Linked DNA regions of Mus musculus: all the other regions are linked to region 1. A link is a contact called in public HiChIP or PLAC-seq, Micro-C and promoter capture Hi-C data. All regions are on one chromosome and are shown on one strand. The core of a region is the stretch at or near the end of the contact, and the rest is flanking DNA. Distances in the headings are between cores, read along the strand shown. Region 1 holds the start of Neurl1a (neuralized E3 ubiquitin protein ligase 1A). Region 2 holds the start of Gsto1 (glutathione S-transferase omega 1). Region 3 holds the start of Cfap43 (cilia and flagella associated protein 43). Region 4 holds the start of Arl3 (ADP-ribosylation factor-like 3). Region 5 holds the start of Sfr1 (SWI5 dependent recombination repair 1).

Evidence for each region. Promoter capture Hi-C pulls out the DNA fragments that hold promoters and counts their contacts. A called contact is a pair of places that touch in the nucleus more often than the background predicts. HiChIP or PLAC-seq counts read pairs in DNA pulled down with a chosen protein or histone mark.
Region 2: a contact with region 1 is called in an HNF4G HiChIP or PLAC-seq map of pancreatic cancer cells. The contact joins the promoter of Gsto1 here to the promoter of Neurl1a in region 1. A contact is called at or near these places in 2 of 115 datasets of contacts at active chromatin or transcription factors (bone marrow-derived macrophages and pancreatic cancer cells).
Region 3: a promoter capture Hi-C map of the SN4741 cell line shows a contact between it and region 1, with 6 times the contacts expected there. The contact joins the promoter of Cfap43 here to the promoter of Neurl1a in region 1. A contact is called at or near these places in 2 of 39 promoter capture datasets (the C10 cell line and the SN4741 cell line) and 1 of 115 datasets of contacts at active chromatin or transcription factors (pancreatic cancer cells).
Region 4: a contact with region 1 is called in a Micro-C map of embryonic stem cells, with 3 times the contacts expected there. The contact joins the promoter of Arl3 here to the promoter of Neurl1a in region 1. A contact is called at or near these places in 2 of 39 promoter capture datasets (frontonasal cranial neural crest and hippocampal neurons), 1 of 484 Hi-C or Micro-C datasets (embryonic stem cells), 1 of 115 datasets of contacts at active chromatin or transcription factors (pancreatic cancer cells) and 1 of 9 other capture datasets (adipose tissue).
Region 5: a promoter capture Hi-C map of the SN4741 cell line shows a contact between it and region 1, with 5 times the contacts expected there. The contact joins the promoter of Sfr1 here to the promoter of Neurl1a in region 1. A contact is called at or near these places in 7 of 39 promoter capture datasets (the SN4741 cell line, embryonic stem cells, hippocampal neurons and 3 more), 2 of 484 Hi-C or Micro-C datasets (both in embryonic stem cells) and 3 of 115 datasets of contacts at active chromatin or transcription factors (cardiomyocytes, large pre-B cells and pancreatic cancer cells).

What each region holds. Positions count from the first base shown.
Region 1 is chr19:47,176,905-47,182,010 of GRCm38.p6, forward strand. Neurl1a (neuralized E3 ubiquitin protein ligase 1A) reads left to right here and starts at 1,916. Exons shown (of 6, transcript NM_021360.4): 1 at 1,916-2,647. The coding sequence starts at 2,563.
Region 2 is chr19:47,852,338-47,857,443 of GRCm38.p6, forward strand. It overlaps Gsto1 (glutathione S-transferase omega 1), which reads left to right and starts at 2,636. Exons shown (of 6, transcript NM_010362.3): 1 at 2,636-2,785; 2 at 2,878-2,986. The coding sequence starts at 2,752. Gm30021 (predicted gene, 30021) reads right to left here and starts at 2,579. Exons shown (of 2, transcript NR_166768.1): 1 at 2,314-2,579; 2 at 774-1,144.
Region 3 is chr19:47,834,330-47,839,435 of GRCm38.p6, forward strand. It overlaps Cfap43 (cilia and flagella associated protein 43), which reads right to left and starts at 3,032. Exons shown (of 38, transcript NM_027559.2): 1 at 2,886-3,032; 2 at 1,235-1,488. The coding sequence starts at 2,998.
Region 4 is chr19:46,570,814-46,575,919 of GRCm38.p6, forward strand. It overlaps Arl3 (ADP-ribosylation factor-like 3), which reads right to left and starts at 2,369. Exons shown (of 6, transcript NM_019718.3): 1 at 2,227-2,369. The coding sequence starts at 2,229. It overlaps Sfxn2 (sideroflexin 2), which reads left to right and starts at 2,552. Exons shown (of 12, transcript NM_053196.3): 1 at 2,552-2,646.
Region 5 is chr19:47,728,665-47,733,770 of GRCm38.p6, forward strand. It overlaps Sfr1 (SWI5 dependent recombination repair 1), which reads left to right and starts at 3,092. Exons shown (of 4, transcript NM_026377.2): 1 at 3,092-3,157; 2 at 3,966-4,324; 3 at 4,855-5,106. The coding sequence starts at 3,145.

The DNA of each region.
Region 1 (5,106 bases), core at 666-3,165:
CCCTCCTTCTTGTCATTTGGCCTTCATTTTTCTTCTGCTTTGCCCATGGCCCACATTTAGGCCTGTGTGGGGCCTGTAATCTCCCTTTGGGGCCTTGGGTCCACCCCTATCCTGTACCAAGGCTTCCCAGGCCACAGAAGCGGGCTTATTCCAGAAGGACTCAGAGCCTCTCCAGCCACTCTCTACAAATCCCAGCCAGAACCCTGCACTTCACACACACTCCAGGGGAATTAGTCTCCTCTATACAGGCTCCACATATTTATTCTGACTCATAAAATGCCTGATCTCCCCAGCTATGTGTAATCTGTATGTCCTCATTCTCTCTCTCTCTCTCTCTCTCTCTCTCTCTCTCTCTCTCTCTCTCTGTGTGTGTGTGTGTGTGTGTGTGTGCTTTATGTATGTAGCTGTTAAGAGCCCACAGATTGCTGACAAATGAATCATCATTTGGGGAATAAGTGTTGGGAAGACACCGCCTATAAATAAGACACCAGTCCCTGACCATTCTGTAGCCAGTCAGCACCTGATCCCAGGCACCCCAGAGGCTTGGGGCTGGGGCTGGGACTGGGGGCCTGGTTGTCTTTCTCCTCAAACACCAGAGCATACCTTTCACAGGTATTTCTAGCTTGCCTGGAGTCTCTGAAACTTAAGGATATAACATGTGCAATCAGAGGAGAGTAAAAGGCAGGACAGGGGGCTAAAGGGGATCAGAGATGATGTCTAAAGATCACAGTAGGATTTTACTGCTGGCAGGCATGGGGATCCATTCACTGTACAAATACTTCTGAGAATCCGCATGTCCCTGCCCTGGGAGCTAGAACACTGTGAGGAAAGTGGCTGGCCGACTCTCCCCTCAGCAAGCTTATTCTCTATCAAGAGAAGCCGAATCTAACCAAGCAGAAAAGGCTACTTTTAGGCAAAGTCATATAAAAGCCACGAAGAGAATGGGATGACCCTATGGAGAATGATAGAGAGAGGCAGAGATGCTTAGCTGGGGTGGTCAGGAAAGAGCTGTGCCTACACATTGAGGATGGGTCCTATGGAGAAACTTCCAGAAAAGGATGGAGGAGATGTCTGTGTCCCACTCATGACCCAGGGCTCACTCTGGATCCGAGTTGGGAAAGTCCGGTTAGAGTGAGCGATGGCCCCGAGAAGCAGCAAGGCTGATGAAGGTGTGAGATGGACAGACGGACTGTCTTCTCCCCCATGATACACTGGGAGAAATAACCGCCCCAGATCCAAGATGACTTCCTGGTCCCTCCTGCAGGTAGCAGTGCTGAGCTACACAGATGGAAGAGTCACGTGAACAGGACATTTACAGACTGCCCCCTTCCTCGAGGAAGCCACCTTGGTCTACTATAGGCTATAGCACCCCCTCTATCCCTTCCCCAATCTCTTAGTTTTCCAGCTGACAGAATAATTCAACTTGGAACCGATATCTCTCTCATGGTTTGTACCTGAGCTGGGTCCCATCGGCTTGCTTCTGGTCTTGTGGTTCTCCGTTCTTGAACATGCAAAGGATGTTTGAACAGTCAGGAAATGGTCTGACTGGGGTTCTGATTGGAAGTTCCAACTACAGCGAAGGGGAGGTGACTGTATTCCTGATCTCAATTGTCTTAATTCATTATCCACTCACTCCTGAGCGTTTTAACACGTGCCAGGCCCTGAATCCCGTGCTAGGGAGCCTCCATTAGGGCTACCTCGCCACGCCCTGGCTCCGGGGCTCCCAGCGTTGTGGCGGTCCTCTTCCTCTTGTTTTCAGGTTCTATGTCCCAGGACAGGGAGACGCTCAACCTCCGAAGCTCCCATCTATTCCTGACGTCAGGTCCGGAGCAGTGCCGCCCCCAACCCTGGGTCCCGCGCGCCTTCGAGAACTTATAGCCAGCGGGAACGCGGCGCGCCCCGAGACCCACATCTGGCAGAGCGGGCGCGCGCGTGTCACTAAGACGCTCATTAACCTGCGCAGCTGTCGCCATAACAACCGGAGCCCCGGAGTCCTGGCGACGCTAGGGCGGGGGTTGGGGGCGGCGGCCTCGGGAGGGACCTGGCGGGAGCGGGGGCGGTCCACACGAGCCGGGCGCTGCAAGCTCACCCGCGGGCGGGAGGGCGCCACGCACGTCGCCGCGGCCGTCCCCGCGGGCGGGGACCGAGCCCGCCGACGAGCCTCCGAGCAGCCGCGCGCCGAGCCCCGACTCTATGGCCCGCGGGGAGCGCGCCGCCGCTGCGCCGCCCACCCGCAGCCGGAATCCGAGCTCCAGCACCAGGCAGAGCGCAGCGGCTCGCGCCGCGGGCCGGGGCCCAGGGGCCGGGCCGCCCCGGGCGCGGGGCATGGGAGCCCGGTAGCCGGGTGGCGCGAGGACCCCCACGGCGGGCAGGACCCGCCGAGCGAAGACCGCCAAGCCCAGGGAGAGCCGGAGACAGCAAACCGCCCGCCCCCGGTCGCAGCCCCGCCAGGGCCCTCCCCTGGCAGCGCGCACCCGCGCGCGCACACACTTGCACACCTTTCCTCCGCTCCTGCCCAGCCTTGCCTGGCTCCCGCCGGAGCACCCCCGGGGGGCCGATGCCATGGGTAACAACTTCTCCAGTGTCTCCTCTCTGCAGCGAGGAAACCCGAGCCGCGCGTCGCGGGGCCACCCCCAGAACCTCAAAGGTAGGCTTCGCTGACCGGGGAGCAATTGCAGGGAGGGTTGCGGCGCAGGTGGAGTGGTGGGCAGGGGTGCGGTTGGGGACGACCGGCAGGTGCCACCTGTTGTGTGCATTTGGAGGGCGGGAGAGGCGCTTCTGACAGTGGAGGTGGGCTGTGGTGGCAGCTGACCGGTGCTGATGGTGGAGATGAGGGAGGATGGCGGTCGGTGGGGGTCTGCGCAATTCTCCTTATCTGCCCTGGCAACGTCACTGGAGTCCCCTCCAGTGATGCTAAGCGGTGAGAAGAGGTGGGAAAAACATTTGCCGGCTGGATAGGGCAGTGTGGAGGGAAACCTAGGTTTTTCCAGATGAGCCTCCCAAGAGAGTCATTGTGGTCTTTTTTGCATTTGCCTAGGGCTGGGGGAGATCCCGCTGGAAGCACTAGTTGCATTTCCAAGCAGAGGGTCTTAGAGATTCAGGACTAGAAGGGCAGACGCGTGCTCCCGGGGTCTTTGCAAGTGGGTGATCTTTTGCACCGTCTGAGTCAGGTTGTTTGGTTTTGTTTGTTTATTTGTTTGTTTGTTTGTTTTGTGCATCCAAAGACAAAGTATCTGGTCTGAACCCTAGAAAGAGGGGAAGGGAGCTTCCAAACAGATGGAACGTTATCGGGAGGGTTTGCTGTCTATGGCCCATCCAGCACCCTCTGGGGGAGGCCCGAGGCTCTGCCCCAGGCCTTCCAGCTTCCAACATGTCTCTGACCTTTGGAAGATGCTGCTTGGTTTCCTGGGCGCCTGGACCCAGCTAATTCTCTCTGGAAAGCTGATTTTTTTTTTTTTCATCTTTATTAGAGACAGGTTGCACTTAGTTCTAGGGGCACAGTGATAGCTAAAAGTCCCAGGGCTTCCTAAACAGCAATAAGAACAATTAAAAAACAAAACAAAACAAAACCCACAGCATGGCACAAAACAACTTAAGTTCCTCAAGTCTCCCAGGATATGACTAGGGTAGTAGAGTACCCTTTAGCCCAGAGCCTTGGTGTTCATGGAGGATGTTCACAGGTCCCTTTTCAGGGAGTACAGACATTCTCTGGTTTTAGTCAGCAGAGCAACAGTAACCATATTCACTTTACAGAGGAGGGGAACTGAGGCTTGTTTCTTGAATTAGAAACAGCTAGGCTTCAGACCCTAGAGGCTTGGAACTCTTGTCTCTTCTTGCAGTTAGCTTCAGGATGGAGAAGGGATGACAGATGTACCACTGTCCTGCATTCTAACCCAGTCTTTCAGAACTTCACCTCTACCCTGCTCCGGAAAATTAGTGGGTCTTGGTGGATTTCTGGAAATTAATATGGTGACACTTGCAAAGGTCCTCTAGTGTCATGTTTATTGACCTTGTAATTCCTCATAGAACTGATGGGAGGAAAATGGAGATGCAGGTGGTACTTACGGCCATTAGGATGCTCCTGACAGTATCACTTAGACGAGGAACACAAGCTAAATGCCTAGGAATCATGGGGGAGGATGTGCCATCACTAAGATTACATTTTCAAAGACTCTGATGACTTGGGGAAGTGCTCACAGCATAAGAACGGTTTGTAAAGCGACAAAGACTTTGTGACCCCCGTCCCCTCTGTGCTTCCCATTTTGCTAAAAGGCGGTTATGTCGATCGAAAGGAAAAAGCAGTAATTACAAATAAATAAGAGCCAAGAAGGAACATTTCTCAAAGGTGCTGGGAAATGAATCATATGGGATTTCCCTTCTTTTTTTTTTAATTTATGTTTTCTTTAAAAAATGTGTTCAATAAAAATAAGTTAATATTTTTAAGTTAGTTTCATATATATATATGTATATGTGTCTATCTGCACACACACACACACACACACACACACACACATATATCCCTCTCCCCTTCTCCCCCTCAGCCTCTCTTACTTCCCTTCCATCCTTATGAGCGTCCCTCATCTCTACCTGTCCCTTTCTTAGGTTCATGATTTTTTATTTTGATGAGCCCCTCCCCCTCATTTTTAAATCGAGGGCCATCCGTGTAACCAGTGGGTTCGAGCTATGCGCTGGTGTCTGCTGCGGTCACTAGTGGACACACCACTTTCCCCTGGATCTGTCTGTAGAAAACAGTTAGGCAGTGAGAGGTGGGGCCCTCGGAGTCCTTCCTCTGTCCTTGGCTGCCCGTGGATGGCTTGTTTTTGTGCAGACCCTGTACACCTGTAGTTGTTGAGAGCTCATGGTTGCAATGACCTCACACTTCCCAGAAGATGCTATTTCACAGCCCTTCCTACACTGAGCCTCTTAGAATCTTCCTTAGTGTTTTCTAAGCTTGGATGGACTGATCACAAATGTCTTATTGAGGGCTGATCTGTCACCTATTCTCAGCGCCTTGTGAAGCCGTAGATCTCTGCCTTTAGCACAGACCACTGGAAGTACTCTGAGGCTATGAGGTAACTGTCTATAGGTATAATAAGCATATATATT
Region 2 (5,106 bases), core at 1,386-3,885, 680 kb after region 1:
AGTTACACCCATACACAGGAATTCACAATGGCCTAGGGGGAAGGTGGATTATACAATAGACTAGAGTAGGAATTATGGCAAGGGCATGAAGCGTTGGCCCCTGTAAGCGGACCTTAGATGGGGCTGCTTTTGATCCCAGTTGTTAACATTGTATTTTATTCCAGCTGGTTCTTGCCAGTCCTTCGTGTTTGCATTCCTCTGTTTTGTGTAAGAATCCGGTAACCTCATTGTACCTTGCCAGTGTGTCACCTAACTTCCCTATTTTCTTCTGTATAAAAAGTTTAATGCTCAATTTGACAAATTACATTCAGATCCAACACACTCTCTCGTGTCAATTCTTGCCGACTCTATGCCCATCTGTCCGAACCCCTGATTCCCACGGATTGAGGGGGGACGGCTAGGCCCGGTTTGTGGCACCCAACTAAGTCATTTTACTCTCCTCTCCATTTAATTTAAGCTCCTTTATTTGTGAACCATTTGTCCCTGCATGGCTTCTTATTGTGAGATATATATATATATATATATATATGTAGATGTAGATGATGTAGATGTAGATGTAGATGTAGATATATATTCACTGACTAGACTCTGGGCCTTTCTAGCTTGTTCATTCAACTATTTAGCTAGCATCTTTCCATGAAAACTCTAATGAAGTCTGTTTTCCCTGCTATGGACAGTTACAGACTTAATGAAATCAAACAGAAAAGTTTATGTAACCAAAGTCTTAGGCCAGAGGCCCAACTCTGACCCAAAGAAAGAAATGAAAGTAATCGTAAACATGTATGAAAAGGTTTTAATCAAAATGGCCATTTAAGTGTTTCATCCTTTAAGCCATGCTGACATGGTTGTAGATTTAAAGAGAGGAAGAATTTGGGGCGAGTGGTGAGAGGCAATCTATTAAACAGTGCTGGCCAGGCTATGGCTTGGTCAAGCTGTGGTTTGGCTCAGTCTGTTTCTACACGATGACCTTGAAGGAGTCTTTATTACTTGTGTGGACAATTTGGTTGCCAAAGGATGGTGGCTGCTGTTTGGGGATAATTTTCTTATGAAATGATCTATCTTCCCAGTTCTTTTACTCCCAGAATTCATGGTGTCTTCAGGTTTATTGGAATGACTGGAGCTTATCTGGAACATTCTCTGATAGCTGGAATGAGATGTTATAAAAGCTAATAGTCAGATATTTTAGCTATTCGTAACATATAGAAATAAAAGTTTTTTATTAAAACACCATCTGCGAGGCAGTTGATAAGACCTTCAACAACCTGAATTTGATCCTGTCAATATAGATTATAAATTGGACAGTATGAAATTACCCATCATTCTTCTGAAAAGTTACAGAAGGTTGCTGCATCGGGTGGACACATCTGGGCAGTGAAGGTGAACATTACGTAGAAGGTTAAAAACTATTTCTTGTCACTAGGGTTTTTAATTTTTTCGTCTTCTTGCAATATAGTCGACTCAGATTAATCTCTTCAGGTTACAGCTACAACAAAATATATAGTCCCGTGGCAGTTTGACTGTGGCCAGTAGAGATATATGCCCAGATGTTTGAGGGCTATGTTCTCAGCTGCTAGGACTTAGGCATGATCCCTACTATAATGGCCACCAGTAACGTAGCACAGTGGTTTTCTGTATATTTTCCTTTCTTTATTTGAAGAATTAATGTTTGCTAGTTCATCCACAGCAAGCCCTGCCTGCTAGGGTGCTGCCATTTCCTGGCCGCAATTGTTAGACGTATGAGTCATTTAAGTCACTTTGGCATTTTGTTCCGTAGTTCTAGTGAGCACAGGGAGAAGCCAGGATCAAAACTGGAGCTGGCTCCAAGGGCATTCTCTGCTTCTCCAATAATAGAGCTGGAAACAAAACCCAGGCATGCTCTTTCATAAATAGCCCCGGAGTTAGTAGCTTTTATCCATGAGCTTTGCGAATCCTGGAGGCAAACTCTCCTCATGCCTGAATAAGAAGACAGCAGTTTTCGCAAGCCCTCTGGCCAGATTTTTTTTTTTTTCTTATGGACTCAAAAGGCTAAATTTTCTCAGCCCACTGTGCTTAAACCAGCGTGTGCTCTTTCTAGGCTTCCAGACAAATGTTTTATGGATGGAATTTTGAAAGCACAACTGCGTCCGGAGGCTAATAACATCCAGATGTGTGCTCTTTTCTATATGCCGAAATGTGCCTCTGTAGGTGACTATAGGGATGGCAGCTTATAGTAAGCTAGTACTGACAGAAGAAAAGACCGTCCAGGTGGCTAGACCACCTCCTAGACCCCTCTGGAATGTTGGAAATTTGGGGGCAGAGCTAGAGCTCACATACCAGTGGAGTGGGTGTGGGAGGTATGGAGGTCAGGGCCAGAGTCCTGTGTGAAGGCAGACAGGAAACCTTCGGCCTGGAGGGATGGGGTGGCTCTTTCTGAGCATCTCTGCTTTGGCCGGCTCCAGGTGGTCATCACATGACACAAGAAACCACAAGACCCCTTGTGTGGAGGCGGGGTGTGTGTCTCTGTGGTTTTGTTCCTCCTTGCACTACCTCCGCAGCGAACCTGGGAGCCCACCGGTTAACGTCACACAGCATCAGGATCCAGGATCGCAGCGGCCGATGCTTTCCCTTTAAAGGCGGGGGCGGCTCCCGGCCAGGAGGCGCGGTCTGGGCGGGGCTGAGTTCTAGGACAGTGTACAAGACCTCGTGCTTCCAGAGTCGCCCGCAAACGGGAGCGGAACCCGCGTGGCTCTCGGCCTGCACGGCGGCTCAGCGATGTCGGGAGAATCCTCCAGGAGCCTGGGGAAGGGTGAGGCTACTGGTGTCGGGGACGCACCGTGTACCGGGGATGCCCGGGATCCCTGTGCGATCCGGGCCGTGACTGTCTCCTCTCTCCTGCAGGAAGCGCGCCCCCCGGCCCGGTCCCGGAGGGCCAGATCCGCGTCTACAGCATGAGGTTCTGCCCCTTCGCTCAGAGGACGCTGATGGTCCTGAAGGCCAAGGGAATCCGGTGAGGACGAGGGCGATGGCTCCGGAGCCGCTGGCGGCTGGGCTTCAACCCCTCGCGGCGTTGGCTTTGTGGTCAGGGGGAAATATTCTCAGCCTTTTGTAGGAGACTTTAGTTGCTCACCCTCTTTTCAAGGGGAGAATTGTCATGGACTCCAGGGCTCTAGGGCAGCCTGTTTAAGCAGTCTGGGGCTCAAAAAAAGCGTGTTTCCCCTCCCCACCCCCCCACGGTGAGGTTGGTGGTTTACACTAGATTGCGGAACCCTGGGGTGGCTGTCTCAGCTCGGGTCCTGGGATTCTTGGTGAACTAGAGGCTTGCTTCGCTGTTGCACAAAGGTCACCCGCCTAGCAGAGTTCTGAGCCGTGTGCACAGTCATTTAGGTTGTAAACACAAGGAAGTGTCAGAGTCAAGCCTTTGCAAAGCCTCCATATCCAAACAGTCTTTGACCTACGGGTTATCTACAGTTGGTGAGTCTCTTGGCTTTTCCCGATACCATGTTCGTTGGACCATTTCCCTTCCAATGTCTTGGGGGATCTTTTGAACAATTATTAGACACCTTCTGTTTGGAAGCTCACCCTTAAGAAAAAGTTCATGTATGCAGTTACAATTCGTAAACGACTTTTAGTCCATGGGGAGAATTGGCTAGGCAGGCAGTTCTTTTCCCTAAATGTTAAAATATGTAACCTAAGGAAGTATTTGAAAATTAATTGTCACTTTGTAACGATTTTAATTTCATTTGGATAGGAGATTTGGTTTTGAACACAAGAACGTATTTTTTTTTCTTAAAAAGCAATTTTTCTATATTAGTTGGAACTTTCACTCTAACAAAGAAACTCAAACTGAATTGAAAAAAATAAAAGATATTTATTGTTCTAATACAACGAGAGAGTCCAAGAACAGGGCACAATGCCTTGTGTGATGTGTTTCCTACTGAAACTCAGTGTGGAAAAGAATTATATTTCGCACCAGGATTTCCCAAGCAACATTGAAATTACTTTACCATAACAGGGGTGGGGGCCCTTACGGGGAGAGGGGTTCCTTCAGATAGTGTCTATTACTACTCGTTATTCACAGACCGATTTTAAACCAGGAAACTTTGCCTGGGGCAGTAGCGCCTTACACAGGGCATGTGTGTTGCACACTCTGTGTAAGGAGCATCCTCCAGCCTGTGGGCTCAGCTGTGCTGAGTGTTGGCTCAAAATGCCACGCTTCCAGCATTCACTTGTCTTCTTGATCTCCAGAGCCCAGGAATTGCCTTCCATTTTCAAAATATAATTCTCAGAGATGGACACTATTCTATGGCAAGGGCTTTTGTCTTTCCCATGACAGGTGGTTTGTATGTTCATTATTCTGTAAACCTTTTAACATGCTTGCATACACACACACACACACACACACACACACACACACCAGTGTTCACACTGGCTATTTGTTCTTGTGAGGGATTATGCATTGAAATCCATAAGCTAAATCTGATTTGTTGTGGGTGAAGACCCGGGAAGTCAGACGTGTTGGGATGGCTTACTTTTGAGTGGTCTCTCCTAGTGGACACTGTGCCTGATTTGAGTTCTTCGGACATCGCTTTAAGGATTAGAATGCTTTCCTGTCTCCTACAGTCTCTGCAGGATACAAGGCATACGCAGTTACAATCTGCATTTAGCCGGACTCCAATGGATTCTTTCTTTTTTTAATTTACTTTGTATACTTTTTAAAAATTATTTTTATGTTCATGTGTGTGCACCTGTGCATGAGTTTATGTGCTTGCGGGATGCCACAGAGCAAAAGAGGGCATTGGGTCCCCAGAAACTGGAGTTATGACCTCTGACGTGGGTCCTGGGAACTGAACCCAATCCTCTGCAAGAGCAAGTGCCCTTAGACTGTCTGTCCAGTCTCATACTTTTTATGATTTAGAAACCTTTTTAAAGAAAACATACCAAAACATGTGGATTCAACATGGTTCATTTTATGAGATTTTTTTAGGATTAAAAAATATCCTTGTAAACAAGGATTTCAAAATTCATATTAGCAAAATGTATTCAGTTGAGTCAGTTCAACTCCTTTCGAACTGAATCAAAATGAAATGAGGCTTTGTCAGGCTGATTCCAATATATTGAGTGGACATG
Region 3 (5,106 bases), core at 1,782-4,281, 660 kb after region 1:
TGTGTGTGTGCATGTGTGTGTGTGTATGTGTATGTGTGTGTGTATGTGTGTGTGCATGCGTGTGTGTGTATGTGTGTGTGTGCATGTGTGCATGTGTGTGTGTGCATGCGTGTGTGTGTACATGTGTGTGTATATGTGTGCATGCGTGTGTGTGTGTATGTGTACATGTGTGTGTATGTGTGCATGCGTGTGTGTGCATGCGTGTGTGTGTGTGTGTACATGTGTGTGTGTGTGTATGTGTGCATGCGTGTGTGTGTGTGTATGTGTGTGTGTGTGCATGCATATGCCTCCCCTATCAACACAAACTTAGCATTAGATGCTATATTTAGCTCCATTTGTGGTTAAGGACAGGGAGGTTCAGTCTTGCCTGTAGTCATTTGAGCATCGGTTTGTGTAAGAATTCCAGTTCCAATCAGTCACCAGGAAAAGAACAAACATTGTTGCATAAGAGGCCAGTTCTCCAACCCCTGTGTTTCTCAGGGTTTAAAATGCAAGTCAGCCACCGGAGAAATGTTCAAACTAAGGTGTGGGTTTGTTAGGTGGGGCGGGCGGGGAATCAGGTTGTGTGTTTTTTGAGGGTGTAGCTGTTTCTTTTGGATTTGCCCAGGCTAGTTTCCAGCTTACCGGCTCAAGTGAGCCTCCCTTTTCAGCTTCTAAGTTTCTGGGTCCACAGGTGTGTGCTACCACGAAAGGATGATTCTGCCCTTTTAGGTAATTTCTGAGGTAAGGCCAGTGTTGGCAGGAAGCACACCACCTTTAAGTCAGATGGCTGTGGCTTATGGGGTTAATAAACCTTTAGTGGTCAGCTTGTCTACTTCTGTCCAAAACAACCTTTCACAATACAAAACACCTTCATTCCTAAGAACTAGATTTGTTCACATAAAAAACAAATTTCAGTAGCCAGGTGGTGGTGGTGCGTCCCTTTAGTCCCAGCACTCAGGAAGCAGAGGCAGGGGGAAATCTCTGAGTTCAAGGCCAGCTTGGTCTACAGAGTCAGTTCCAGGATACCCAGGGCTACACAGAGAAACCCTATCTTGAAAAACAAACAAAACAAAAATCCTTCAGTTCCGGGGTGAAGGGGGTGGGGGTGAGGTACCACAGGTGTGTGCTACCACGAAAGGATGATTCTGCCCTTTTAGGTAATTTCTGAGGTAATTCCAGTGTTGACGGGAAGCACACCACCTTTAAGTCAAACGGCTGACTTAAAGGGGGAGGGGGAGGGTGTCCCAGATACCTTTTAACTTGTTTTTTCTGGTCAGCGATGGGAAGCTGTATATGTAGATAACAGGTTTAAATCTTCGGTCAGAGAAAGCCACGACTTCACTGGGCACATTAGTTGCCATGACGCCCACAATCCCATTAATACACTGGAGTACAGTCTTCTTCTTGGTTTCCAGGTTAATGAATATTACAAAGTTCCCAGAAGGGTAGCAGATGGTCTGGTCATTGACAAAGTGGACGTTCTGACTAGGGAATCCTTGCACCCATCTTTGAGAAAAGATAGATCAGCATCAGTATGATCCACGCTCACTTCCTTTCCAACACAGCACCTAGAAAGCCATCCCAGTCTTTGAAACACATCCGCTTCATTTTTAACTCCCTCTCTGCTCCAGTCTTTCAGAGGAACACAGGGACTCACTGAGAAACCAGTGTGAGCCGATGGTCTAGAACAATGCAAAGGCTGGAGAGATGACTCAGCAGTTAAGAGCACTGACTGCTCTTCCAGAGGTTCTGAGTTCAATTCCCAGCAGCCAAATGGTGGCTCACAACCATCGGTAATGAGATCTGATGCCCTCTTCTGTTGTGTCTGAAGACAGCAACAGTGTACGTATATACGCATATACACATATACATAATAATAAATAAATAAATCTCTCTATATATATAAAAGAAATGCAAAGATCAATAGGTCTCTGGCCTGTGACATGGCTCACTAGGTTGAAAGGAAATTGTAGAAAACAGTGTATCCAGGGTTCTTTTCTCTTGACTGTTTTTTGAAAAACTAAACTCAAAATCACTTAAAAAAATCAACTAAACAAATTTAAAACCGCTTTGAGTAAGACAGCACACTCTATAGTTGTAAGCCACGTACGTGACTTGCTTATAGTTTACACACATGAAGAATGCACGGCTCTGTTTTAGACCTAAAAATCCACATAAGGACAAGGAAGACACGAGGGCAAAGGAGTTAGAACGTGAGAGGTCCATTTTAGGAGAGGATTGTGTGGTAGGTATATGGTGGAAGGAAAGTCTGAGATAAGGAAAATTCCATTTTATTTAAATATTAAAGATATGTTTGAAAGTGGAGGAAAGAGAGTGAAGGGCACATGTTTTCCGAGTCTGTCCCCCATCTCCTCCCATGACACAGAACAGCAGTGACAGGGGACCCTGAACTGTAAGCCATCCTTCAGAACGTGGAGGGACAGAAAAGTTAGCTCTTCCAGATGTCTAAGGCCCAGCAACTGCGCACAGGAATCCGGAGTGAGAAGGAAGGAGTTAGAAGGGAGGGAATCGCCTAAGAGGACGCTGATGAAGAGGAGGGCTGAATGGGTTTGCAGGAGCTCTGGGGTTGAGTACCACCGAGGCAGGAAGAGGATGCAAAAACAGAAGGTGGGGGAGAGGAATACCGGGCACACAAGTGAGGGTCCCTTAGCAGGAGAGCAATGTGGTGAGGTGGGAAACTGAGGGCCGGTTGGTCATTTGGTCAGGAGACCGACCGAGGGGTCCAACTGAAGAGGCTGCACAGGGTCGGAGCCGGGGGTGGGGAGGAGTTGCGGGGGTGGGGGTGGGGAGTGAGAAGCAGAGCGAGTTTGCTTGGAGGATTCGAGGGGCAGGGGTCCTGGCAGGGTTTCCCCCTCCAGCCCCTTGCGGCCGCGATGCCGCACCTCACCGACAGGGAGGATCCGGAGTAGTGGGCAGAGGCAGAGGCAGGGGCTGAGGCTGAGGCAGAGGCAGTGGCAGAGGCAGTGACGTCGTCGCGCTCCGGGTCTTGCGACATGCCGACTCCCAGCGCACCCGGGGCTGCGGCCGTTACTCCTTGGCCCGGCCGGGTCAGGCTAAGAAGCCCGCGAAGATGCCACTGTTTACACCTGTATCCTGGAGACCGGGAACCCCGCGCCCATTGGCTGGCGGGCGCCGCCTATGGGCGAGCGGCGAGCGAAGCCGAGCGGTGGGACCCTGGGTCGTGGATGCTGGAGTGCTTCTGCCTCAGCAAATAGTTTCAGTATTAATAAGTGTCAAGACGGTTATTAATTCTGCATGCTGCCATGCTACTCCTATCTATACGCCGGAAATATTTCATTTATTTCCCTGCACCGGTTAAGCCTGCTCGGAACCCAGTGAGCAGAAAGCCAAGTCAGAATCCAAAGGGTGAGGGGCACAATGGCTGCCTAACAACCCTTCAGGTGTCTCCTCTGTGAGCGCAAGGAGGCAGACTGAAGTAATCTGGTGGGTGATAGGCTATGCTCTTCTCTCCTAGCCCCTTGCCTCTGTCCTGTCTAATCCTTTTTCTTCCCTGAGTTTCTCTTCCCCTTTTCCAGTTCCTTCCTTCCCACCTGGCCAAAAAAAAAAAAAAAAAAAAAAAAAAGTTGGGCTCCCCATTCCCTCCCCGCTCCCACCAGCCTCTCCCTCCTTCTCCTCCTCCCCCTCCTCCTTCCCTCCTCCTCCTCCCCCTCCTCCTCCCCCTCCTCCTCCTCTCTCTCTCTCCCTCTCTCTCTGCCTTTACTACTCTATTAACTCCCCTTCCCATGGCCTGAATAAACTCTATTCTATACAAGAAGAAGAAGAAGAAGAGGAGGAGGAGGAGGAGGAGGAGGAGGAGGAGGAGAAAAGAAGAAGAAGAAGAAGAAGAAGAAGAAGAAGAAGAAGAAGAAGAAGAAGAAGAAGAAGAAGAAGAAGAGAAACAGGATGAAAGAAAGAAAGAAAGAAAGAAAGAAAGAAAGAAAAAGAAAGAAAGGAAATAATATGTTGGAAATGGCTGAGCCTGGTCTAGGGAATGTTCACTCCATCACTGTAACTGTTACAGTGGCAGGGCAGGGCTTCACCAATGAAAATGTTACAGCTTTGATAGGAAAGGTATCCTGGCAATTGGGAACCAAGCAATACCACCTTGTCACACTTTACAACAAACCTCACCCAAGAGATTTATTGGGAGGGGAAACCCAGGAGGGTGGATGCAATGCTTGGACTAGAAGCAGCTGTCAACTGAGCATAAGGTAGGGTTTTTATGTAGGGTTTCATGGCTGCTGGGCTTTCCAGGGTGGCCTGGGATTGGTGGAATTTTTTTTTTTTTTTTGTCTGATATTGTGGCAAGCTTAGGGATTGGTGGGATTCTTTTTCTTGGCCTTGGTCTTGGGGTCAAGTCAGGGTCATAGTGTTCTTTCTATTGCCCTTTTTACCCTACAGTAATGAACTATGGATGTGTTCAAGTAGGTTAAAGAAAGGGGGATTTTAAAGAGAGAGAGAAAAAAGAGGAAGACCTTTGAAGCAATAATCCACAGCATCAGTGTTTAATAACAAGAATGATGCTGAGGTAGAGCAGAAAGACGTGAAACTATGGAGTCAGGAGAAGGGAGAGCCAGCTAATCAGAGTCTGGCAGCTGAGAACCAAACGTTCCGAATGCAGGATAAAACCCACCAATTACATAATAAGGACACCCACCAATCCCTGAGTTCATTCAAGCTCAGGAATTGATATCTCACCAATCACCACCCTGGGAATCTCTATCCTGGAAAGCTCTGCACCTCCAGAAATCTTATATAAGCCCCGCCTTCTGCTCAAATTGCCTGAGCAAAAGCAGCCACTGTCCATCGTCCATCGAGGTTTTACCTCTCAGTTAATCTCTTGTGTGAGGCTTGCTGTGTGGTGTGACTTGGTGGTACCCCTTGGCTCCGGGTTGCCAGGATACCTCTCAGTATAGAGCTTTGGCTGGGGGAAACTTACCCCTACCTGAGCAGAGCTCTAACACTTTCATTAGAGCAGAACTGTAACACTTTGGAAATCGTCCCCTCCCTCCCGAGTAGCAGAACTGTTACATTCCCATTGGGAAAAGCTCCCCTGCAGCAGCTGGAGCAAACTGGAACACTTTTGAAGTGGAAACCTTTCAC
Region 4 (5,106 bases), core at 1,119-3,618, 610 kb before region 1:
TTTCGCATTGAGAAGACTGGGATTGCAGGCATGAGCCACCACACACAGCCTGGCAAGGCTTTTAAATTGCGGTTCTAATTATTTTCATTAATTTAAAAACTACCCACTTATTATGAGACAGAGTCTTATGTAGCCCAGGCTGGTCTTGAATTCCTGCTCCTCCTCCTTCTACTTCCCAAGTGCTGAGGTTACAGGGTTACAGGGCTCCTTTCTCAAATCCACTTATTTTCTGTGTAAATATTTATATCTGTACTCATTTGTTAAGATAAACTTAGCCTTTAAATGGGCAGCTCATGTATAAATAATAAAAAGAAAACACTAGTTAAAATCTGTTTAGCCCGAGGTTAGGCAGAGCTGTAAATGTAACAAGTGTGAAGTGTGATTGACAACCTCAGATTAAATAATTCTACTTAACAATTTGACACTGTGAATTTTTGTTTTTTTGTCAAAATTCACTTGCTCAATAGTATGACCAAAGAAGATGTGTAGTTTCCCCCCTGCCTGTCTGTCTATTTTCTTCTTTAGTTGAGAACATGTCTCATTTATCCCAGACTGGCCTGGAAATCAATACGTAGCCCTTGCACTTCTTCTGATCCCCCTGCCTCCATCTTGAGCTGGGATTGTAGGCAAGTACTAGTACATTCAGTTCTATGCAGGATTTAGTGCTTGCTAAGCAAACCTCTACTCACTGAGCTATACCCCTAGCCCTAGGCTTTGCTTCTTTTTTTTTTTTTTTTTTTTTTAAAGATTTATTTATTTATTATATGTAAGTACACTGTAGTTGTCTTCAGATACACCAGAAGAGGGCATCAGATCTCATTATGGGTGGTTGTGAGCCACCATGTGGTTGCTGGGATTTGAACTTCAGACCTTCAGAAGAGCAGTCGGGTGCTCTTACCCACTGAGCCATCTCACCAGCCCTAGGCTTTGCTTCTTAAGTCAACAGAAATGCCTCAATATTTTCACAAAAATATTGTGTGTGTGTGTGTGGGGGGGGCAACAGGAACCTGTTCGGAGCAGTTAGTAAGCCAACCAACCTGTTCTAAATGCCTTAATATCAAGTTTTCTTTGACTAGCTCTAAAAATATTCATTTCCCCATAACTTCATTTTTACTCTCCATCTACCGCGTACAGAATCAACAAGGGCAGAGAGATGTTCAGCAACGCTCAGTGTTCATTTGCCAGCATCCACGCGATGGTTCCCAGACATCCGTAACTCCAGTTCCAGGCAACCAAAGCTCTCTTCTGGCCTCTGCAGGCACCAGGCACACACGTGGAGCACAAACATACATTCAGGCTAAACACCCATACATATACATTAAATAAAATAACGATTTTAAAAAATCAACAAGGAACCGAGTGTTTCTGGTCAAAAATCTGTCACACATCATACACTTTGGAAAAGCCTTAATTAAGGTTAACGGAGACAAGGCTTGCTTCAAATTGATGCTCACTTTCTATTGTTCATTCTTTTTAGTTTGAGGTGAAGACCTTTGGTCCTCCTGTGGCCTCAGGCAAAAGGACACTGCAAATTTGAAGGAAAAGCTAGGACACGGGAGGTTAATTTGCTTCTATCTACATGGAATAAATACGGAGCAAAAAATCGCTCATCAACAACCATTATTTCTTCGCAGAACTTTCAGCGATTAAGTTGGGACTGCAGGAGCGCACCCACCACAGAGACATCCATTCCCAGCGGTACCTCTTATTGTCCTGGGACTTACTCCCTACACACCTCTCACTCAGAGACGCGAGCATCTAGGAAAGCCAGGTTACAGCTCCCTGGTGCTGCCAGGGTGATCTCAAAGACAGTAGAGCCGCGCCTCTCCCACTTTTGGCTGGTTCTCAGATGAACCCCACAGTCCCGAGGCGCCGAGAGGTCGACTCTGCAGTAAGATCTGAGAGCTTGGTCTGATCTCCGCAGCTCTAGAGTCGCCTTCATCCCAGTCCCTAGAAAGATGATGGTGCCCAGGCTTCCCCGCTAGCCAAGCACTCCATGCCTCGAATCTATCGCAAACCCCTCTTTTCTCTCCAGGCCTAGGCCTCCCTCCAGGCCCACTTTAGGGGCTCCTCCTTCGCCCCTGAAACCGATCTAGAACCCCAAAGATCAAGGCGAGCCCCATCCCACGTCCTCCTCGGCTTTACGCGCAGCGCCCCGCCCTGGGACTGGTGAAAGGAGGGGGGGTGACTGGTCAGCTCTGGAGGGGCCAGGGCCCCCACACTCACCATCCTCAAGCCGAGTCCCTCCTCCTCCTCCTCCGCCTCCTCCTCCTGCCTCCCCCGTTACCAGGGGTAACTGCTGCGGCGCCGCCCCTGACGTCCCTCGCACGCACAGCGGAGGAACGGAGCAGCGGGATGGGGCGGGGTTCTGCTCCTCTCTACCCAAAGTGCGCAAGCGCGCCAAAGCGCCCGCCCATTGCGCAGGCGGTCTCGGGAGGGGCGGGAGGGCGGGGCGGGCTGGTGAGCGACCCAGCGGGAGGTGCAAAGCCGCCCACGTGGCTGGCCGGAGCCTGTGGCCTCTGATTGGTCGGAAGTGGGGGCGTAGGGCGAGGGGGTGGTTCCCGGGCCTAGCCGCGACACTTCAGTTCTGCTTTCCTGGTCAGCTTCGCCTGGTGGCAGTCGCGGGGTGCATCCCTCTGGGACCAGGTAAGAGTTCGCAAGTGCAGCCAAATGCACAGCTACTCCTAATCCCCGCGCCTCCGAAGGGAGCGTGGTTCTGCTCTGTTGCGGCTGCCAGGCGCTGCGTGCTGGACTTGCATCTGCAGAAGCCGCGTGGCCGGAGGGACCCACCAGGGCTCCAATGGATTCTTCCCTTCTGACCCCGGTTGTCTTCGGGTGCCAGGCTTTAGGGCTCAGGAGTTGCGGCTACGTCTCTATCTCCACATTCTTGTTAGAATCCAGGATAGGTGATTTGTACTGTGTTGGGGGAGGTCGCCTGAGAGAGGGCGAGAGATAGGGAGGTTGGGGACCGGTCCCTAGCATTGAGGTTAGCTGGCAGCGGGAGTGTTAGATTGTTTGGGATCTGCTGGATTTTGCTAAACCGGGTTAGACTGCAAGCGCTACCTCCCGCTCCTCTCACGCCCAGGGCCGACCACAGGACCTTTGTGGCATGTTGGTTCCCGACAACCTGCCTTCGTGGAAATTGCATTCTTCCTAGTGGAATGTTTTTTTTTATATGAGGTTTAATTTCCTTACAACCCTAGAAATCGGTTATTGTAGATGATAAGAGTCCGGACTTGAACTAACTTGTAAACTATTTTTTTTTTTTACTTGTAAACTATTTTATAGTGTTGCTTGTAAACACTGTGGCCCAGGTAGGAGTGCTGTTTGCCCCCGGGGACTGAACTCAGAATGCAGGGGTTTGTACAGGGTAGGCAAGCACTCTGCCACCGACCTACATACACTACACCCCACACCTCAGAGCTGTTTATACCTGTTAATAAGCAGAGAACTCTTCCAACAGCTCATAGTTTAGGTAGAAGTGGTATCTCTGGAAGTCTGTTGATGTGTGTTTACCTGTTATCTATCTTACAGGTCCATGTATGTCACGTACATAGAGAGCAATTCCTGTCGCAAAGAAAGGGTGACATATTATTATTATTATCAATAGTTTAATCTGGGGTTCAGGCGTTACCTCTTTCACCAACCTAGTTGCCATTACTTAAACAAAGGCAGATTTTTCCAGTATGGGTTTTCAGGTTTGTTGTCGTTGTTGTTTTGAGAGTCTTACTATGGAACTCTGGCTGGCCTGGAACAAAACTATGTAGACCATACTGGCCCTAAATTTGCACAGGACTGCCTCCTTCCTGGGTACTTCTGGGCACTGGGTACATAGTGCGAAGCTTTCAGGTCTTTTTTACAACCAAGTAAAGAACTTTCTATAAAACCTTTAAAACTATTTGCTTTACGTATATGAATGTTTTGTCTGCATGTATGTAAGTGCATCATCACATGTGTCTTTGGTACCCGGGAGCTGGAGTTATGGGTGGCTGTCAGTCACCAGGTGGGTGCTGAAAACTGAACCCAGGGATTCTTGCAGAGCAGCGATTGCTCTTTAAAGTGCTGAGCCATGGCTCCAGCCCCACAGTCAGAAACATCTGCTACCTGCCTACTTGTATCGGATCCTTGGAGGGAAAAGTCAATTCTGAATCTTGACTAAAGAAGTTCAAGGTGATCAGACAGAAGGTGGTGGCGCACGCCTTTGATCCCAGCCCTTGGGAGGCAGAGGCAGCTGGATCTCTGAGTTCGAGGCCAGCCTGGTCTACTAGGACAGCCAGGGCTACATGGAGAAACCCTGTCTCAAAAAAAGGAAAAGGAAGAATAAAAGAGGCACTAGGTGAGTTGTTAGATTAGAGACCCCTCCCCTTCCGTTTATCTACTAATCTACTGCTCTTCACACTGGGGCCCTTTTGTGGGAAAAGGCACATTCAGGGTTCCCTCAGGTAGCACGGTATCTGTTTTCACTGTTACCTTGGAGTCCCGATGAGTGTGTCTGTAAGCAGGAGCCTGGGCCTGCTGGTTTAATTATTACCGTCATTCTCCTGCTTGTTCTAGGCAACCTGACGGTAGTCTGCTATTTCAGTGGTCTTTGGTCTGCTCTTGCAGAGTTTTGAGCTGCCTGGACCTCCCCTGGCCAAGTGCCCACAGGGCAAATATTCTATGGGGGCAAGTACTCTTACCTCAGAACTGTGACTATGGGTCTGTTCTGAGCTTTGGTCCCACTTGCTGGAGGAGATGAGCTTTCTCTAGGGAAGATCACTCTTAGTCTGCTTCATTTGTTCTCTTCTCTCTCTCTTGTGCTCTGTCTCTCATAATTGATCTCGAGTTAAAAAAAAAGTGTGTGTGTGTGGTGATCCAGTACCTTGTGTATAGAGTGAAGATACGACCACTCCAGGTTATGGTTGAGGAGAAGATTTTACTGTAGATATGACCGGAAGTACACTTAGAAGCATCTGGGGGAGTCCAGAGCAGGGAGAGAGAGTAACACATTGAACATGGCCAGCAGAATAAACCAGGCCCTGGGAGGAAGACCAAAGAGGGGTCAAGAGAGCCCATGGCTGAAATGGCGCATGCGGGGGGTGGGGGAGGGGTGGGGGAGGGGTAGGG
Region 5 (5,106 bases), core at 1,842-4,341, 550 kb after region 1:
CAATCTTAAGGGGAAAAAAAATCCTTTGGATACTAGCTATGTCTTCATGAGACAAAGTTTCTGTCAATATAGAAAAGTCTATGAAATAAATTATCCTAAGTTCATGCTAGGATATAAAAACTGCGAAAGCTGCAAGGTTAGAAGAAAAAGAAATCGACTGAACATTTCAACTGTGCTTAAAATACCTTTATGGTTGCACAGGGAAAAAGAGAGAGGCAGGGAGCGTGGGGGAGGGAGAGGGAGAAAGACTATATAATATTGTTTTCTTACACTTAAAAGTGAATAATAAACCAAACCTTCATAAAGATTCCTAGGTCCGTGTCATCACCCATCAACAGTTTGAATGGAAGACACATTTTACCACTCCCTGGTGAATAATAATGGAGTCAACGGTAGCCTTGGGAATCGAAGAAACTGAAAAACACAGAGAAAGTCTGACTTCGGATGAAATTAATTACTATTATCCCTGAATCCTAGGACAAGTCTCCCATTGTTCTCTGTGGTAGGGTAAGGAGTCTTTGTTCCCTGGCTCACAAGGAAGCACTTTTAACTACTTGAAAATTTCATACGAAAATAAAAATGTCCTCTGTGACAAATACCAAACTCTTTGTAGGCAAATAGATTTCAGGTCACTAAAGACATGAAAATATTTCTCTAAAGACACATGGAAACTATAATGGTTACTTTTAGTCCCCGTCGCCCACCCTAAAGCTAACGGTCGAACCCAGGGCCTCATGAATGGCAGGTAAGCATCCTATCACAGAGCTGTGTCTCCATTTGTGTAGGGGCAATTTATACATATTCCAGATCTTTTGCATTAAATTGAGTATGGGAAGTAAAATACAAACATATGGGAAGACCATTGACACAGCACACAGAAGAGAGAATGGCCAACAGACACACATTTCCGAGCTAACAGGTTTTCCTGAGAGCTAGTTCAGAGGTCCTTGGAAAGCTTGGCCAGTCTTATTTTAATACATCAGTTTCATATAAAAACAAGTCAGAACATTTGCAAGGCAAGATGTTGTTTTCCTTTATGTAGTCAGTAAAAGCATAGCTCTAAGATTAGGCTGTAATAACAAAAGAATTTGGGAGCAGCTGATTTTAGACTTATAAAAACAACTCACCCTTACGCCTCAAGGCATCCTGAATATGAAGTGTGCTTTGTGCTTCAAGTGTCAGGGCAGGTAAGTCTGCCCTTTTTTGTAATGAGAGAACTCATAGGAAGGAAAAAATGAGAAGAAATGATTTCACAGACTGATCTGTGAGTTGGTGAGTAACACTTGTACCATAAAAATCATGCATTCTACTGCCTTCCCCTTAATCTCAGCACTCGGGAGACAGAGGCAGGAGGATTTCTGTGAATTCCAGACCAGTCTGGGCTACAAAGCAAGGTCCAGAACAACCAGGGGAGTTACAGAGGAACCCTGTCTTAAAAAACCATCAAACAAAACAACCTCCTGTCCCCAAGTAATGAATTCTGTTCTTGCTGTTTCTTAAACATTTAGGAGTGGAACATTAATTTATTAATGGTCACATGTGAAGGCTTGACGTTTTCTGGTATTTATGGCTTAAGTTGTGTGGACTTTTAGCTATCATAGCACTCTTTTAAAAATCCGTGCTTTTGGGAAAGGTAAGGGATAAAAGCTTGTGAGACATTGCTTTAAGTCAATTAGGGAATGACGAATATGCTTGACTAAATGTTCCTTTGGTGTTTTGCATGATTCTAGCTGCCTCTCATACATTATCATTGAATTTCCCTGTCTCTAGGAGGTGAATATTGTTCTCATTTACCAAGCCATCGAACTGAGGTCCACGGCCACACTACACTCCATTGCACAAAACAAAAACAAACCAAAGAAGAAACCGTGGTGCCAGGACTCTAATCTAGGCAATTGCAACATCTGCAGATCTAATCACCTCATTAAGTTCCTTTAGGTTCTGTATTTATTAACTGACCGCCTAGGAGTCTAATCAGTTCTTTCGGGTTACTTTAAAGCCACTATTAGCAGATATTCGGAAAGAGAGCTGTCCCTTATTACAAACTTCCCAGTGACTCACAAGTTAGCTCAACTTCTCTACACCCACGGCTCCACCCAAGCTAGTTCATTTTGCTGTTGCATAGCAACAGAACATCCTGAACACTAGAAGGCCGTGCAGCCTCCCAGAGTCTAGCAAGGGGCCTCCTGGGGGCCCCCAGAGCCTAGCAAGGGGGCATCCCGGGAGTCGAGCCAGGGTCTAGCAAGGGGCCTCCCGGGGGCCCCCCAGAGTCTAGCAAGGGGCACCCCCAGGAGTCGAGCCAGGGTCTAGCAAGGGGCCTCGGGGGGGGGGGGGCAGGATCAAGCAAGGGGTTTAGTTCTCAAATATCTGAATTCTAGTCCGAACCTGTCGGATCGACCGCGCCCCGCTTCCTGTTCTGCGCCATAATACACTTCCTTAGGTTATTTTTTTCTCAGATTTGACCAAAACATGTGAAGCCAAGCAGAGGTGGGCACAGACCAAAATAAGGGGGCGAGTCCGCAAGGCAGGCTGGGGATGCCCTCTACTGTTTATGCAGAGACACCCACATAGACTCCGAGCCAGCAGGGAGCCGAGCGGGCCCCGCGGTTTCCGGCCCTGCCACGTCTGAGGAAAAGCCTTTGCGGTGGGGAAAGCCGAGCCTGCCAGGGGGCGAGCGCTGCCAGAGGGCGGTGCTCTCGGGCGCGCCACCCTGACGATACCCACCCCGCCCCCAACCCCACCAGGGAAGCTGCTCGGGAAGGCAGCTGGCACCGCAACTCCCAAAGGCAGTGGCGAGCGGAAGCGCGCCCCCCTCAGGCCCCTCCAAGGGCCTAACATCGTTTTTTCCATGGACGCCACCCCACGGCTGGCGGCCGCGCGCGCGTAGCCGAGCCCTGGAGCGCGCCGGCCAGCCCTGCCAATCACGAGCCGCGCCCGCCTCCCGCCAGGCCCCGCTCCGCCCCGTGGCCCAGGCCCGCGGCCCGCCGCGCACGCGCAGTCGGAGCTGTACGGAGCACATCCGCCTGCTCCGGCCAAGCTAGCCAATCGTACGTCTCTTCTCCGGTGAGGCTCCGCCCCCGGGGCGAGGTCAGTGGGCTGCGGGCGCTCCGCTGGCTGTGTGTACGGTGTGTCGCCGCTGTGAGCATGGCTGAGGAAGGTACTGAGCTTTCTCCCTGGGGTTGGCCTGAGCGGCAGGCCTGCGGGTGTCTGGGTATCTGACGGAGAAGCTCTCTCCGGCGTCGCGGGAGCTCGGCCTCCTGCTCTGTGGGATAGAGGGCTTTCTGTGGCGAGGGAGGCGGAGGAGTGGAGGAGGAGGGCTACGGGGTTGCTGAAGAGAAGGGAGCTGGGGGGAGCGCGCTTTCTGTGGTGGGGGGACGGGGTGGGGAAAGGGGGAGCTGAGTGGGGTGCGGGGACGGGGGGAGGGCTTTCTGTGGTGAGGAGGGAGGGGAAAGGGGGAGGGAGAGTGGGCGGGGCTTTGTGGAGAAGATGGACGGGGCTGGGGAGGAGGGCGGAGTCTTTGACCATAGTAAACCCAAAGGGGCAGATGCTGCTTTCTGACACCTCGGGACTCGTTCTTGGTTCTAGGCGCAAAGCTTTTAAGAGTCAAGATTCAGGCTGTATTGCTTTTATTTACGAAATTATAACAAAAATTAAAGTTCTTGACTAGTTATAGTTCCCCTTCCTGAAACGCAAATTTTTGGGGGTGTTTTGAAGGGAAAAAAAGAAAGACAGTGAGATACTAGCTGGTTTATTTGTCGTGAAAGAAACAGGACTTGGTTACTTCCCCATGTGGAGAGGTAAATGGAAAATATGAGAAGAATTAGAATAAATTATAGCTACATGTAATTGGAAGAAATGGCTGACTATTTTTGGTGTTTAGTTCACTGAAGAAAATTTTGTTCAGAAAAATTGAGGTCTGTTTTGAGATAATTTGATTATCATTCGCGTCTTTTCTTTTTGATAAGGAAATCAGGAGTTCACTTCCAAGATGGAAAACTCATCAGATTCAGCATCGACTTCACCTGATGCTCCTCAGCCCAGTGAGAATCCACCATCACCACCGACTTCACCTGCCGCTCCTCAGACCAGTGAGAATCCACCATCACCACCGACTTCACCTGCCGTTCCTCAGACCAGGGAGAATCCACCATCACCACCGACTTCACCTGCCGCTCCTCAGCCCAGGGAGAATCCACCATCACCACCGACTTCACCTGCCGCTCCTCAGCCCAGGGAGAATCCACCATCACCCCCGACTTCACCTGCCGCTCCTCAGCCCAGGGAGAATCCACCATCACCCCATTCGAATAGTTCAGGAAAACAAGTATGGATATCTGTGTTGTCCTCTATCCCCCACCCCCATCTGTTCTGTTCCAGAGTATTCTGATAGTGCCAGTTTTAAGGCTACTGGAGTGTGAATTAATATGTAGCTCATACCTTTCTAACTGCCAAGATTTTCTTCTTGAATCGGTTCATTTTGTTTAATTTCTTATGAGGTTACTGCGATGCTCCAAACCAAGGAAACTTGAATCTGTACAGTATTTCTTAGGGGGAAGTCTTTGGTAGCAGGTCTTCTCCTTAGTTTATAGTTCTGAAGCATTTCTAGTATTATCAGGCAAATACTAGCTGCCAGTGGCAGGCGAAGTGTCTCAGTCCTATTTTAGTTAACCTTGCTAAAGTAAGACTATAGGTAGCCTCTGGATATTAGAGACATTGGTGATGCTCGCATGAGATTTGTGGAAACAGAAAGCCATCCATTGTACCTATCGTAGAAGCATATAGCCTTTATTTTTAATAGATTGACTTACTACAAGAATGTATCCTTAACATTTTTGATGTTTGTGTCTTTTTCAGCCTCTGAGTGGAACACCTAAAGAAAGGTTAAAGAAAGCAAGATCTTCATCTCATTCATTTTGTAGTGTGGTGAAGCGTATGAAGGTAGAGAATGACGAAAATAATGAGACCCTTTCAGAACCAGGAGAATCTTCAAAGGAAGAAAATTGTTCAAAGGCCCAAGAAAGCTTGAAAAACAAAGACAGTGAGCCTGGAGAAAAGAGCTCAGAGGAGAAAAACACGTGTGAATCTAAGTCGTCGGATACTGGGTCA